2 separate regions of the Zea mays genome follow, and region 2 is linked to region 1. Evidence: chromatin contacts called from public Hi-C data. All regions are on one chromosome and are shown on one strand. The core of a region is the stretch at or near the end of the contact, and the rest is flanking DNA. Distances in the headings are between cores, read along the strand shown.

Evidence for each region. A called contact is a pair of places that touch in the nucleus more often than the background predicts.
Region 2: a Hi-C map of tassel shows a contact between it and region 1, with 3 times the contacts expected there. The contact joins the enhancer-like site here to the promoter of LOC100279910 in region 1. A contact is called at or near these places in 3 of 25 Hi-C or Micro-C datasets (endosperm, leaf and tassel).

The regions. Positions count from the first base shown.
Region 1 is chr7:117,615,780-117,622,253 of Zm-B73-REFERENCE-NAM-5.0, reverse strand. It overlaps LOC100279910 (Ankyrin protein kinase-like), which reads right to left and starts at 1,477. Exons shown (of 7, transcript NM_001158998.2): 1 at 1,325-1,477; 2 at 421-1,084; 3 at 108-318. The coding sequence starts at 1,065.
Region 2 is chr7:117,723,277-117,730,050 of Zm-B73-REFERENCE-NAM-5.0, reverse strand. No RefSeq gene overlaps it. Among protein-coding and RNA genes, the nearest start is that of LOC100274108, 78 kb to the left of the region's middle. Within about 2 kb of position 5,065, at least 19 of the 20 cell types and tissues checked have an H3K27ac peak or open chromatin away from gene starts, as enhancers often do. A contact at or near this core is called in endosperm, leaf and tassel, where this site is marked.

The DNA of each region.
Region 1 (6,474 bases), core at 228-2,727:
AAATAACTTACACCAAACATAAATGAATGCTCTAAGTATTAATGATAGTCCCTTAGAACATTTGCTTTGATGAAGAATAGTATAAGAGAACGCGTGACTAAGCTTACCATTTGCTCCCCATGGAATCAAGCACCTGGAACAATGGGCCATGTCAAAGGCCCTCGATGGATAGGGAAGTTTTATTGTACCAAGGACGCCAATAACAGCAGGGACACCTCTCTCCAGAGCAAACTGCACTTGTGCCTCGTGTGAATCTCTCGGGGCAAACGACATGGCCAAGACATTCCTCTTCAACAAATAAGCTCCCCAGCTAGCCACCTGAAATAGTTATGGTGTGTTAAGACATGAGCTAGTCAGCTAGATTTGGTAACCTAGCTCGAATTAGCAGCAAGCGATATGCAGTTTGGCATTTCCTCTTACCCCGCACCCAGTGTCAAGTGCAGTCCTGACAGTTCCATTGGCGATCGGAACGACTGATGCAAGCTGATCAATATACTTGTCTGCTCCCTGCGGGAATTGCGTCCCTCCACCAGGGAATCTGAATACATTACCCTCATATTGGACCCAGTTCTGGATGGCTTTCTCGACTGTCAAGCTCTTATATGGGCAATTCGCGAAAGGGACATAGTCCCGGCTCTTCGGCCACGGGAACGGAGCCACATAGCCTTTTGGGGGTGGAACCAAACAGTGCAGCTTCTCCTTCTGCGCCGGGCAATGCCGCTCTCTGTAATTCATGTTCTCCCTAGGGAACTTCATCGCCCTGTTCTGGTCTTGGCAGGGGGTGTAGTCCGTGTAGAGATCAGGGCACGGCTTGAACTTCTTCGACGGAGAAACCAGGCTGCTAGAGTTGCCACTGGCTTTAGAATGGTGGGTGTCGAAGCTAAGGTTCGGCACGACGGTGCAGTCGGTGCGCTTGGTGACCTCCAGCGCGATGCTGTCCCCCTTGCCGAACCCGCTCTTCTGCCACGCCCCGAGGATGTAGAAGAAGCAGCACATGCCAATCACTATGCACAGGGATACCGTGCTCCTGGTCCGGTTGTCGCTGGAGCTCGCCTTCAAAGCCATGGCTGATGGCTGGCTTACCCTGAGGAATTAGACAGCCGAAAACATGAACTTTTTTGCGCTGTTTAGTAATGCTTACTAGGAATGCGCATAGAATTAAAATGCTACGGTTCAGGGGGGCGGATCTCTGCAAAAACAATCTTAATGTACATGCATATATACTTGTAGTTAGATCAGATCCAAACACAGTAGTAAAGTTAGCGTTTGGGTGCTCGGTTTCGCACAGCAGGAACCAGGAAGGGAAGGCCGAGGGGTGGCGTACCTGGCGGTGGTTGCCGCCGGCGAAGGGCGCGAGGAAGACCTGGGCAGCTGGCGTAGGACGGCAGCGACGGCCGCCCAGTCGCCGCCGACAGAAAGAGAGGGGTGTGAGGAGGAGGAGGAGAAGCGCGCAACGGGAGAGCAAAAGGAAGGGGTTAAGCTAAGCGACCGCAGTAGAGGGGTTTTATATCTTTATTGTCGAAATTCGAGCGATAACAAACATTCGGTCTGATGACCAATTGACTAATACGAAATTATACTTTAACTAATAATAAAATTTAATTTAATACTGTATGTAATATCGGTTCGAAAAAATAATTGGTCTCCTACTTTTTCGTCAGACAAGTCATCTCATCGAACCTCACAGAGTCACACCCCCTCTACATCCCGCCATTCCCGCTTATATGTTTTCAATCTAAATCTACCACGAGACCAAATTTACGGTCAAAGGCTTAGCATCACCTAAATCCAACACGTGAGTACGAGATCGCATTTAACAACGTCACGGATTTCAATTATAAGGATACATTCGACAATAAAGTTAATTTGCTAGTAGCTCATATATACTTACAAAAACCAAAAAAATAAGTATCCTAACATGTAAGTATCGAAAAACGTGTACAAAACTTAACTTATAGAATATTTTTATTTAGTAAAAAACGAGAGACAACGATAGTTTATGTTTCCGTAGAGGAAAAAAAACTCACACACATTTTATTGTTATGTCGTGTGTGTGTGTTTATTTAATACACATTAATTTTTAATAAACTAGTATGTGTTAAGACTAACCATAAAACAGAGAGCATGATTGTTGTATTTTTTTTTAATAATGGCTGATAAGTCATCCAGCTAAATGCGCAACAAGTTAGGGCATGTTTAGGAGTGAAGTTTTTTCATGGTTTTTAAGAAATAATATAGTATTCATTAATAGTCTAGTATTCTAGATAAAAACTATTTTAGAGAGAGTTTTCAATACTGTGGTTTTGCCAATTTGGAATATTTTTATACTTTCCTGTTCGGCGCGCGCTCTCTGTGAGTTGAGCCAGCCACAGATGCATACGACGACACACACAAGGGAACACATTTGGTCAGGTCATTTGATATGGCCCCTGTTTGGTTCAGCTTCTAGTCGGCTTCTAGCCGCCAGAAGCAGAAGCTGGAACCAAACGCTCAGCTTTTGGCGCGGATTCTGACCGACGCGCTTCGGTAAGAAGCCCCCCGCGCACGCTCCGCTGGAAGCGGCCTTCACTTGGCTTCGGATAGAAGTCTGTCCACTTCGCGTTGGGTTAGGGTACTCGCCAAGCACGCGCCGCCGCAGCGCACCCAACGCGCCGCCGCCGCGCACCCAACGCGCCACAGCTGTCGTCTTCGCAGGTACGGTCGACCTCCATCCGCGAACTCCTCCATCCCAACCGTCTGTTTCCCTCAGCGGCGTCTCATTCCCGTCATTTCTAGGGTTCGCGCAACCTCTTCGCCGCAGCCCCGCCGCGAAGGAACCTCTCCCCCTGTCTTCTTCGTCTTCGAAGGTACGGGCTCTCTCCTCCATCCGGACCCTCTCATTCACCGCCGCCGCCACGGACTTTGGTTGACCCATTTACTATCGCTAGGGTTACCGCACCCACACCGGCGCCGCTGCTTCTCGTCGTGAAGGTTCCTCTGCTTGTATTAGTTGATACTTTGGTAGTTAGTACATGTTGTTTGTATGGAGTACTCGGGGTCTTTATTACTTTGTTTGTCACAACCTTTTCTATTTTCAGGGTTGAGTTCATAATTTGTTAGTTACTACCTGTGTATGTATTAGAAGATCGAGTTCCAAATATGTTCACGTTTTTGGGTAATCCATCGACAGTCTGTTAGTACTATTATTAGTACACACGTGCCTAGTAAATTGTGGTACTTGTCCCCTACTTTGTTAGCAGCCTAGGCACAGGACATGTGACTACGCCAAATTTTTGTAGATAGTCCCCATGTCTGGTATACTAACGACCTAATAAATCCACATCAGATGGATTCAGCAGACTCCATAGCCGACAAGGCAATTGGAAGGATGCAAGAGATTGCGGACAAGATTTTTCGGTAGCGAGGGAAACAATCCGTCCTGGTCGCGGGTTGACCTCATTTGACGCTACAAAACTTCGTGTAGCATTGGAGGACATAGCTTGCATGCTGGAGCAAGACTCTCTGGTGTTGCAAGAGAATTTGGACATCGTGAACAACGTAAACAACCCGGGTGACAGCAACTACGAACCTTCTACCTTGTCCTCACCACCCCCTGCTGACGACGACCTTACTCCAGAGTCCAGACTGGGACTTTGCAGAGCACTTCGAAAACTTCTGGGGTGTTGAATATGACTCCGATCAGATGCCTTCGTTTAGTGACAATGAGGTTTAAGTTAGAACATGCTGAACCTAGCTGACAGGTGTTAGGGTAACAGGGATATATCAGCCTTTTGCTTACTGCGCACTTGTAAAGTGTTCTCTGTGCTTTTGTGTCTACCAGCACATGACTTCCTTAAGTCTGTATATGTAATTATGTCAAACCGAATGTGACTCCTTATGGTACTACCTTATGTTATTATATGGTCAGTTAAGTGGTCACTTTGTTTGGTTAGTAAAAGCACTTCAATACGTATTTTCATATCGTGTACACTTGTTTTCCACTAGATGGACAAGTCTGGCAAAGTCATTGCAAAGTGGGATAGTAGAGCAACAAAAATTTACACAGAAATTTGTGTAGAAGAGGTCAATGCACGGAACAGGCCACAACAATTTCTTAATGCCGAAGGGTATGCTAACCTCATAAGGAAGTTTAAGGAACGCACAGGTCACACTTACACCAGAGATCAAATGAAGAATAGGTGGGACTCCTTAAAGAGAATGTTCACCCAGTGGAAAACTCTTAATGAAAGGGCTACAGGTCTTGGTCGAGACCCTCATACTGATTCAATCAGTGCGCCAGATGAGTGGTGGGCCAAGCAAAATGAAGTAAGTACGTTTTTTTAGACTAACAATAGTATTGGCCATCTGAAAATAGGAACTACCATGTTGGTGCAGGCAATGCCAGGTTGTATTATGTTCAAAACAGCCCCCTAGAGAATGAGGACGAGCTAAATATTATGTTTGGACCCATTGTCTGCACAAATGAAAGAACCCTTGTTCCAGGCGTCGAGGATGCTAATTCATCATCTGACGATCATTTGGAAGCCACTTTAGGTGGGGGTGAAAACAGCACACCTGACCCTTGCTCAAATGCGACTGGGAAGCGTAAGGTGCGTCATGATTCTCCTAAACCAAAGAGGAAAAAGGATTCGAGGGAAGAGTACATGAAACGCCTTGTGGAGGCTTTTGAGTCGCGTTCAAGGACCACTAACAAGTCCGTCACCTCTACTGAGACCGACCCTGTGCGTGTTGAGGTTAGTGCGCAGTTGCAACAAGTGATCGATGATGGTTCACCAGAAGGTAGCGACCTCCATTTGTTTGCCACTCATCTGTTCATTGAGAAAAAAATATAGAGATATATTTGCTTCACTCAAGACCGCAGAAGGAAGGAACGCTTGGCTGCGCCATGCATTCGAGATAGATGTTAAAAAGTCCAATTAGATGTTGCTGCTCCGACAACAGAGGCTTATGTTGAGTATTATGTTAGTTGTGTCTGGTTTATGAGTCATGTCGTTTCAGTTTTATGAGGATTGTCGTCTTATGAGTCATGTCGTTTCAGTTTTATGAGGATTGTCCTTTGAAACAATTTTCCAAATATTTGAGTTGAACATGTATTTCAATAATTAGAGTTGTAAGCTTGTGAACAATGTGAATCTGTGAACTTTATGTCACCTATAATACATGATTATGTGCCTTGTAAACTGTGCTTCTACATTAGTATGGTGCTTATACAACTGTGGTTGCATATGAATTTCTGCATGTTGTTTGTGTGCATGCAGATGTGTGATCCTTATGCACACACATCTGATGAGGATGAAATGGATGACACAGATGGTGAATTGCTTGTTGCTCTATATGCTGTGGACATTTGGGGCAGGCATTTCAGTCAGGGTCCTAGAAGAACATTGGTGGAAATTGGTATTCAATGGGTTGAGAGAACGTTGGAGAGTAGTAACGACTGCTTCGACATGTTTCGCATGCGACGAACTGTTTTTAGACGATTGCATGACACGTTGGTAGAAAATTATGGTCTGCTTCCTAGTCGGGGTGTCAGTACTATGGAAGCTCTTGGCATATTCTTGTGGGCATGTGGGGGTCCACAATCTTTTAGGCAGATAAGGAATAAGTTTGGTCACTCCTTGGAAACAATTAGTCGCAAGTATAGTGAAGTCCTTAATGCACTGTATAAGATGTCATCTGACATAATCAAGCCAAAAGACCCAAATTTCAGCGAGATTCATCCTCGTTTGCGAGAGGCGAGGTTTTGGCCACACTTCAAGGATTGCATAGGTGCAATTGATGGTAGTCACTTTCTAGCGGCAGTCCCGGCCTCGGAGCAAGCGAAATATATTGGCCGACACGGTTACGCATCGCAGAATGTAATGGCCGTTTGTGACTTCGATATGAGGTTCACATTTGTTGTCACAGGATGGCCAGGATCCGTACATGACACAAGAGTATTACAAGATACTTTGATAACTTATACGCACAGGTTCCCCCATCCACCGGAAGGTACATAAATATGTAGTACTTTTGTATAATACGGTATTATTTTATGTCTTAAGTATTTAACATTTGTATTGCATGGTTGTGCAGGTAAATACTATCTTGTCGATTCAGGTTATCCAAATAGAAAGGGGTACCTTGCACCTTATAAGGGTCAGAAGTACCACATTTCGGAATGGCAAAATGCGAGGCAACCTATTGGGAGCAAAGAAGTATTCAACTATGCACACTCATCGCTGCGCAATGTTATTGAGCGATCGTTTGGGGTGCTCAAAATGAAGTGGAGAATTCTACTAAGTCTCCCTTCTTTTTTGCTTGAGAAACAATCGAAGATAATTATTGCATGAATGACATTGCATAACTTCATTAGAGATAGTGCTCTACACGATAGAGATTTCGATGAAGTAGGACCTAATAGCCTGAGTCATGATGTACCTGTAGGTGAGAGTAGTACTAGCACATCTGATGAGTTAGACATGACTGCTTTTC
Region 2 (6,774 bases), core at 3,816-6,315, 100 kb before region 1:
ATAATTCTGATGTTGTGAGGCATCACCTTTGAGTGTCACCCACACCCCCTTATGTCTGAATTTCATCACCTTTTGGTCCCAATCACAGTGCATAGGACTGAACTGTCTCAGCCATTCATACCCCAAAATCACATCAAAAGCACTATGAGTTAAAATTCTCATATCAATACAAAAAGAAACTCCATGAGACCACCATTCCACTTCCTTTACCATTTTATCACACACCATGATTTCCCCATTAGCCACCTTCACCTTGACTGGAGAACAACCCATCTCTGCTAACCCCAGTAATTGCACCATATGAGAACTGATAAAATTTGATGAACTTCCTGAATCAATCAGCATCACCAGATTCTGTTTATTCACCATTGCACTCACCATCATACTGTTCTCATCATCTCTACCAGCCATAGCTTGCAGAGACACTTTACAACATACTTCCTCCTTATCATCCTCCTGTTCCAGTTGTTTCAACACATCATCAGTGAGCACAATGGGTTCCTCCTTGGTAATAACAGCATTTAGATGTGCTTGAACCCTTTTGGTGCATTTAGCAAGGTGACCCGGCTCAAACTTCTCCCCACACGCATAACACAATCCATTCAACTTCCTGAACTCCCTTACTTGCCTCTCCTTAGACAAATCACCCCCCATAATTTGAGGTTTGCCTTCTCCTCTAACCCCTGCATTCAACTGCTTGCCAACCCCATAGGGTCTTGTTACTTTCAACTTCCCTCTCTCTAAAACTTCTTGTTGGGTTTGGGCTAGAAGAATAGCTCGATCCACAGTGGTAGGTAACTGCACCTCAACCACCCCCTGGATTTCAAATTTGAGACCTCTCACAAATTGAGTCACAAAATAGGTTTCATCAAACAATGGATAATGCACTGTAACACCATATCTGGCCTGCTCAAATTCTGAAATATATGCTTCAAGAGTATCTATTTGTTTGAGCGCCATTAATCTCCTCAAAGCCTTTGGGTAAGCAGCAGCACCAAACTTAGCTGTCACCGCAGCCACAAACTCTTGCCATCCGCCAATCCCATGTCTCAGTTTATGAGTCTTCCACCACTATGATGCAATATTCTCCAAGTTCAACGAGGCCACAGAAACCCAAATAGATTCAGGTATCCGGTAAACAGTGAAATATTCCTTGCACTAATCTAACCAAACAACAGGATCTCCCTCTGAGAATTTTGGAAATGGCAGTTTAGGAATAACTTGATTACCTAAATCCACAGGTTGACGAGGATCATTTCTCAAATACTTCGGTCCATTCAAAATTCTTCAAAAGATTGGCTTGGTGGCATATGAGTTGGAGCTTCCATCTTCTTCTCAGATTCATCCAATATTCCATGTTTCACAACTGAAGGCTTTTACTTCTTCCACTACTCCTATGTATTCAGATTTATCTCAGATGGTGGATCTATCTGGTGCTGATGTGAAACCATTGAAGATTTTGGAACGACGATTGGTGCGTAGAGGAAATCATCCAGTGGTTCAGGTGAAGGTGTTGTGGTCACATTTTACTGATGAAGTGACTACTTGGGAGTATTATGATGTGCTCAAGACCAGATTTTTTGCTGATTTTGATTGGGACAATCAAACTCTAAGCGAGGGGAAGATGTCAGATGCCTAGGTATGTGAAGTTGCATTATCGCCTAGTAGTAGTCTTGGTATTCTTAGATCTGTGAGATGGGCCTGTGTGCGGCCTGTTAGTCTGCTTAATGGCCTGTTAATAGGCTTGTAATAGGAAGATAGACTTCTATAAATACTAGATCTGGTGGTTGAGAAGACAGTTATGAATTGAATAATAGAAATCCAGAGATTCGAATCATTCCTGAGTCTTGCTTACCTGGAGAGTTCTTCCTCGGTTGTCACCGTGGTGGCCTCGTCCGTAGCAAGGAGAGCTCACGTCGGAGTAGATCTGCTACCCTCGGCCACGGGTCATCACAGAAAGCAATTGCATTTTGTCTATGCCTAATTGTTGCATTAGCATGGAAGAACTTAGTCCCAACATCCCCACATGTCGCCCACTTAATCAGCCCCTTTGTTTCCAATAAGACTTCTCTTGGATCAAGAGAGACAGGAGTTTATCATTTAGAGCTAATCTGAAATTCCATTCTTGCACTGTGAGATCCCTACATTCCTCAATGAAGTCAACAAGTTGAATTATGAGTTTAGTGTTATCGATGAGATCCTTAAATTTTGGCAATTGCTTATGTCATATCTTAATGACATTTCTGGATTTTTTTGAACTTTGCCATAAGCCTTCGCACTGGATCAGGTTGATAAATCGGTTGCTGCCAGGAGTTCTTAAAAACTGACTTGAAGTCTGCTAGTTGAAGCTAGTAGTTTTCAATCCAAAACAGTTGCGGTCTTGGAATATTTGTTTTAACTGAAACAGCCCACGAAACATGATCAGAAATATCTCTAGCAAGGGTTAATGCAGTTGTCCCTAGGAAACAGTCCGACCAGGCCTAGGAGACAAAGCACCAACCAAGTTTTTCTAAGTTCGCTTGACCCTTGAGGGGAATTTCTTGCACACCTAACTGACTAATAGTTGCATTGAAACTCATCATGAGTTGAGTGTTAGCGCCCAACTTATTTATGTTATCTGGTGACCTGATTAAGTTAAAATATCCTAAGAATAACCATGGCATTTCTGATGGCATTGATATATTAGAAAACCATTGAAGAAAAGATTCTCGGCCATTAGGTGTGTAAGGTGCATAAATATTTGTGAGCCACCATGTTTGATTAGAAAGCTTGAAACATAATTGCACAATATGCCCAAATTCATTTTCATGAATCAATACTCCAGAAAAGACCGCCTTTTTCCAAACTGTGATAAAGGCCCCCCCTGAAGCACCAATAGAAGGTGTAAACCAAAAATACTCAAACCCATGAGGGCAAAAATTGTGAATATATGCAGCATCAAAGTACTCACGTTTAGTTTCCTGAATGCAAACAATATCACTTTCTAATTCAATTACTTTAGAGTAAATGTTAAAGATACATTCTGCATGGTATATCGTTTGCTGCATAGTAAAGAGGAAAATAGGCAACTTAAATATTCTGTTTCTTGCGCTCTTTGTATCGAGCCACAAGAGATAAAACTTTTCACGTATTTTTTGTGTGTATATCCGCGTGACTTATGATGTAGTGGCTGGTGATTTTCTGGTGCCTGTTTTTTTTTACTAATTTACATTTTGATTTCCACTATATCTTGAATCAATCTGATCATGGAAATCGTGGACGAGTCGGGTTTCTTCCTTTTTTTGTATGTGGTTATATATGTTGAGCTCACTTACTTATAGAGGGAGACATCATATGCTCCTGAACACAAGAGAAAAACCGATCTACTAGGTTGATCGACCTTATGCTTCCACTATCAGTGACGTTGGCGTGATGCATCGATCACGTGACTATTCGTTGAGTTGATCTACGCTGCAACGTTCTGTGGCCTTATCAAGCCTTCGTTCTCGATCTTATCGTCGATTACGCTAGAGCGATCCCAAATAATGACGAGTTTCTCTTTCACGTTTAATGTAGATTTGATATTCTATATGGATTTGATGTTTTTCGCTATGTGTGTTCTATCTCTAATTTTTTTACTAGTTGGAGTTAACTTAATCTTTGAAGTGTGTAATTCTTTGACACTTGCAAACAGTTTTTTTCCTAGCTAGGTTTAGAGCTGAAAGTTGGGCCGTGCAGGGCTGGTATGGCCCGCGCCCATAATGCTTTGGTTATTTTTTTCTATACCAACACGACATGAAATAATTTTAGGCTAGACCGTGCCGTGTGCAGATACTAAAAGCTAGACCCGGTCCGGCTCAAAGCACAACGGGCCAATGATCATGTCTTGCCGGAAAAAAAACTTGTATATATCTAAAAAAATATATCTTCAAAATATTTATAACTTTGCTATAGACTAAAAAATCATAGGAGAAAGAGAAATTAATGTTTTCTGTAACTTTTGTGAAGAGATAAAAGAATATTGAAGTACAAAATAACCATCTAAACGTTAGTTTTCTAATCCATGCCTCACTTGCCTAAGTTTAAATTACACCACGAGTCCACGACCCATTTACATTTACCTTCGCGCTGAACCGTGCTTTAGACTCTGTATTTTCGTGTGGCCCCGCCCAAACTTTTAGACGTAGCTAGGTCGAGTATCGGCAACAAAGACCGAGTTGCTTCCTTGTTTATTTCTGTGGCTATATGATGGGTAGCCAATCAACTCTGTAGACTCGGCATTCAAGAGATGATGGAATTGCTCCAGCCCGTGTTCAGTCCAGTGCTTGCTTGTGTTCACTCCGGTTGGCCTTGCGTGTGGTGCTGGAGGATCAATCGACAGCCAGAATAACCCCTGCTATTGACACCGGACACCGATCAGTCCATCTAGGCAAGATTTCAAGTTTAGGCCCACTGCTAGGGTCCTAATCATGCCATTAAAATCTCAGCGATCAGCGGCGTCCACCACTTGGTCAGTACGAAGGCACATCAGTGTCACCACCCGTCGCGACCACGCACTACGGATGCCTGCCTGTCAAGTGCCAAGACCCGCGCGCTCGGCGAAGTCCTCCTCTCCTCTCCCGGCCTGAGCCGCCGCTCTGGGGCCGGTAGAAACGGCCGGCCGCCGTCGCTGGGCGCTGGCAACTCCCCGCGCCGTTCAGCGTCGTGCGGCGGTGAGGTCGGCCAGGTCACCGCAAAATTAGCATGCTGCAGCGTCAGAGGGGTTACGGTCACGACTGGTCGCTCGCCTTGCATCCGGGACGCTGGTGCGTTTGTGAACGTGAACGACCCAGAGGTTGCACGCGTCGGCGTCGCCGTCCCACCCCACGGTGGATTTGGCTGGTCTGAGACAGCGAGGGAGCCTGCGGGTCAAGCGTGAAGCGGGAGACAAGAGCCTGGGTGAAGTGCGCATGAGCTGTGATGAGCTCAGGTAACGGCAGGGAGGTGTCCTCGCCGTGTCTGGAGAGCTTTTCACGGTGACGGCGAGGGTGGCTTTCATCGTTTTCGAAGGATGGATGATACACGGCACTGGATCGGGCTCGAGCGTGTACTTTCTCCGAGCCCAGAAAGCCCACATTATGATTGGCCACGCACGAAGCTTGCCTATCCTTTCTGGCCCAACAACTGCAGCGGAAATCAAACACGCAGGATGATTTCCTTCTCGCCCTCGTCCCATTCCACTTTCTTCCTTTATTCTTATACTTCCTCCGTTTCTTTTTATTAGTCGCTAAATAGTGTAATTTTGCACTATCCAGCGACTAATAAAAAGAAACGGAGGGAGTATATGCTTAGGTTATCTCTAACAATTTATTCATCATATCTTATATCCTATTTTATGTTTTAAATTAAGTTTAGAGTGCAAGATAGTATTTTCCACAACCATATATCCAATCTGCTTGAGACAACCTTATCTCTTATCTCGTATGGTAGCAATTATTATTGTAGCATAGCTGAGCCGATGATGTTGTTGATGTGGACCCCACTCAGTGTAATTAGTAATTAGTTATTCAAAATCAGAAACCATAGCTCACACTGATGACTCTCTCTCTCTCTATCCTTTGGTGACGCAAGGTAAAAAAAATGCCCGAGAGTTTGATTAGCCGAAGAGCCTGAAACGGTGAAAAAACAACTAGAAGCCATTGGGCTATTAAATAAACATACAACAATCAGGATCAGAATAATATAGGCGTAGCAGCTATCCTGAGTAGGTGGTAGGAACAATCTAAGAGATCAGATGTTTGAGAGGTTAGCATGCCATTCTTGTTTCAGATACATCGTTCAATACTCAGGCTTCTTGCACATTCTAATAAATATATAAAAATATTTAAAGATAATATACTGCTAAGAAAGTAAGAAATGAGTACTAATAGGATACATATTCCTTTTCAAATACAAAATGTGTTTTTATAGGATATAAATTTCAACAAAACAAATTGACACACAGATTCCAGATTCGACCCTAAAATTGCATTATATTAAATAGTCAAAATTTATCATATTCTTATATCTCTCCTAACTTTTTGGAGAAATGCTTCAAATTCAGTTGTTTTATTTAGACTTATCAACCATACTTTTACGAGTTGCAACAAATTCATGTCTAACAGTGACACTAGTACACAGAAGCTCTATAGTGGCGGTTCTAAACATATTTACACTGGCGTTTTTCAGTACCGCCAGTGCTAGGGGTCAGTGGAAATCAGCATTTCCACTGGCGGTTATTTTGGAACCGCCAGTGAAAAGTTCATTTTCACTGGCGGTTTTCTTAACGAACCGCCAGTGAAAAGTGCATTTCCACTGGCGGCTGAATAAAGAAAACCGCCAGTGGAAATGCATTTTCACTGGCGGTTTTCTTAACGAACCGCCAGTGTAAATGCACTTTTCACTGGCGGTTTTCTTTATAAAACCGCCAGTGGAAGTTTTCCCGCCTTTTTTCAAAATTTCAAACAATACTGAATTATATATATATTTATTTACACACACACAAACATATATATATATATATCTATATTGATATTGAAAGCAACATGAAATTAAATTCTATCATACATTTATATACATCAAAGTATTCTGTTTACAACCATATATGCTTCATGCATTCTATACATCATAAGTTTTCACCTAAGCTCTAATAACTATCTCGGCTAAGAGATAATCTACTAATTTCTGTTAGTATTCTGAACTCTGGCAAAGCTAATGTCCCGGAAGCATCGTGATATTTTCCTTCTGCGGGAATGACCTCTTTCAATATGAATGTGC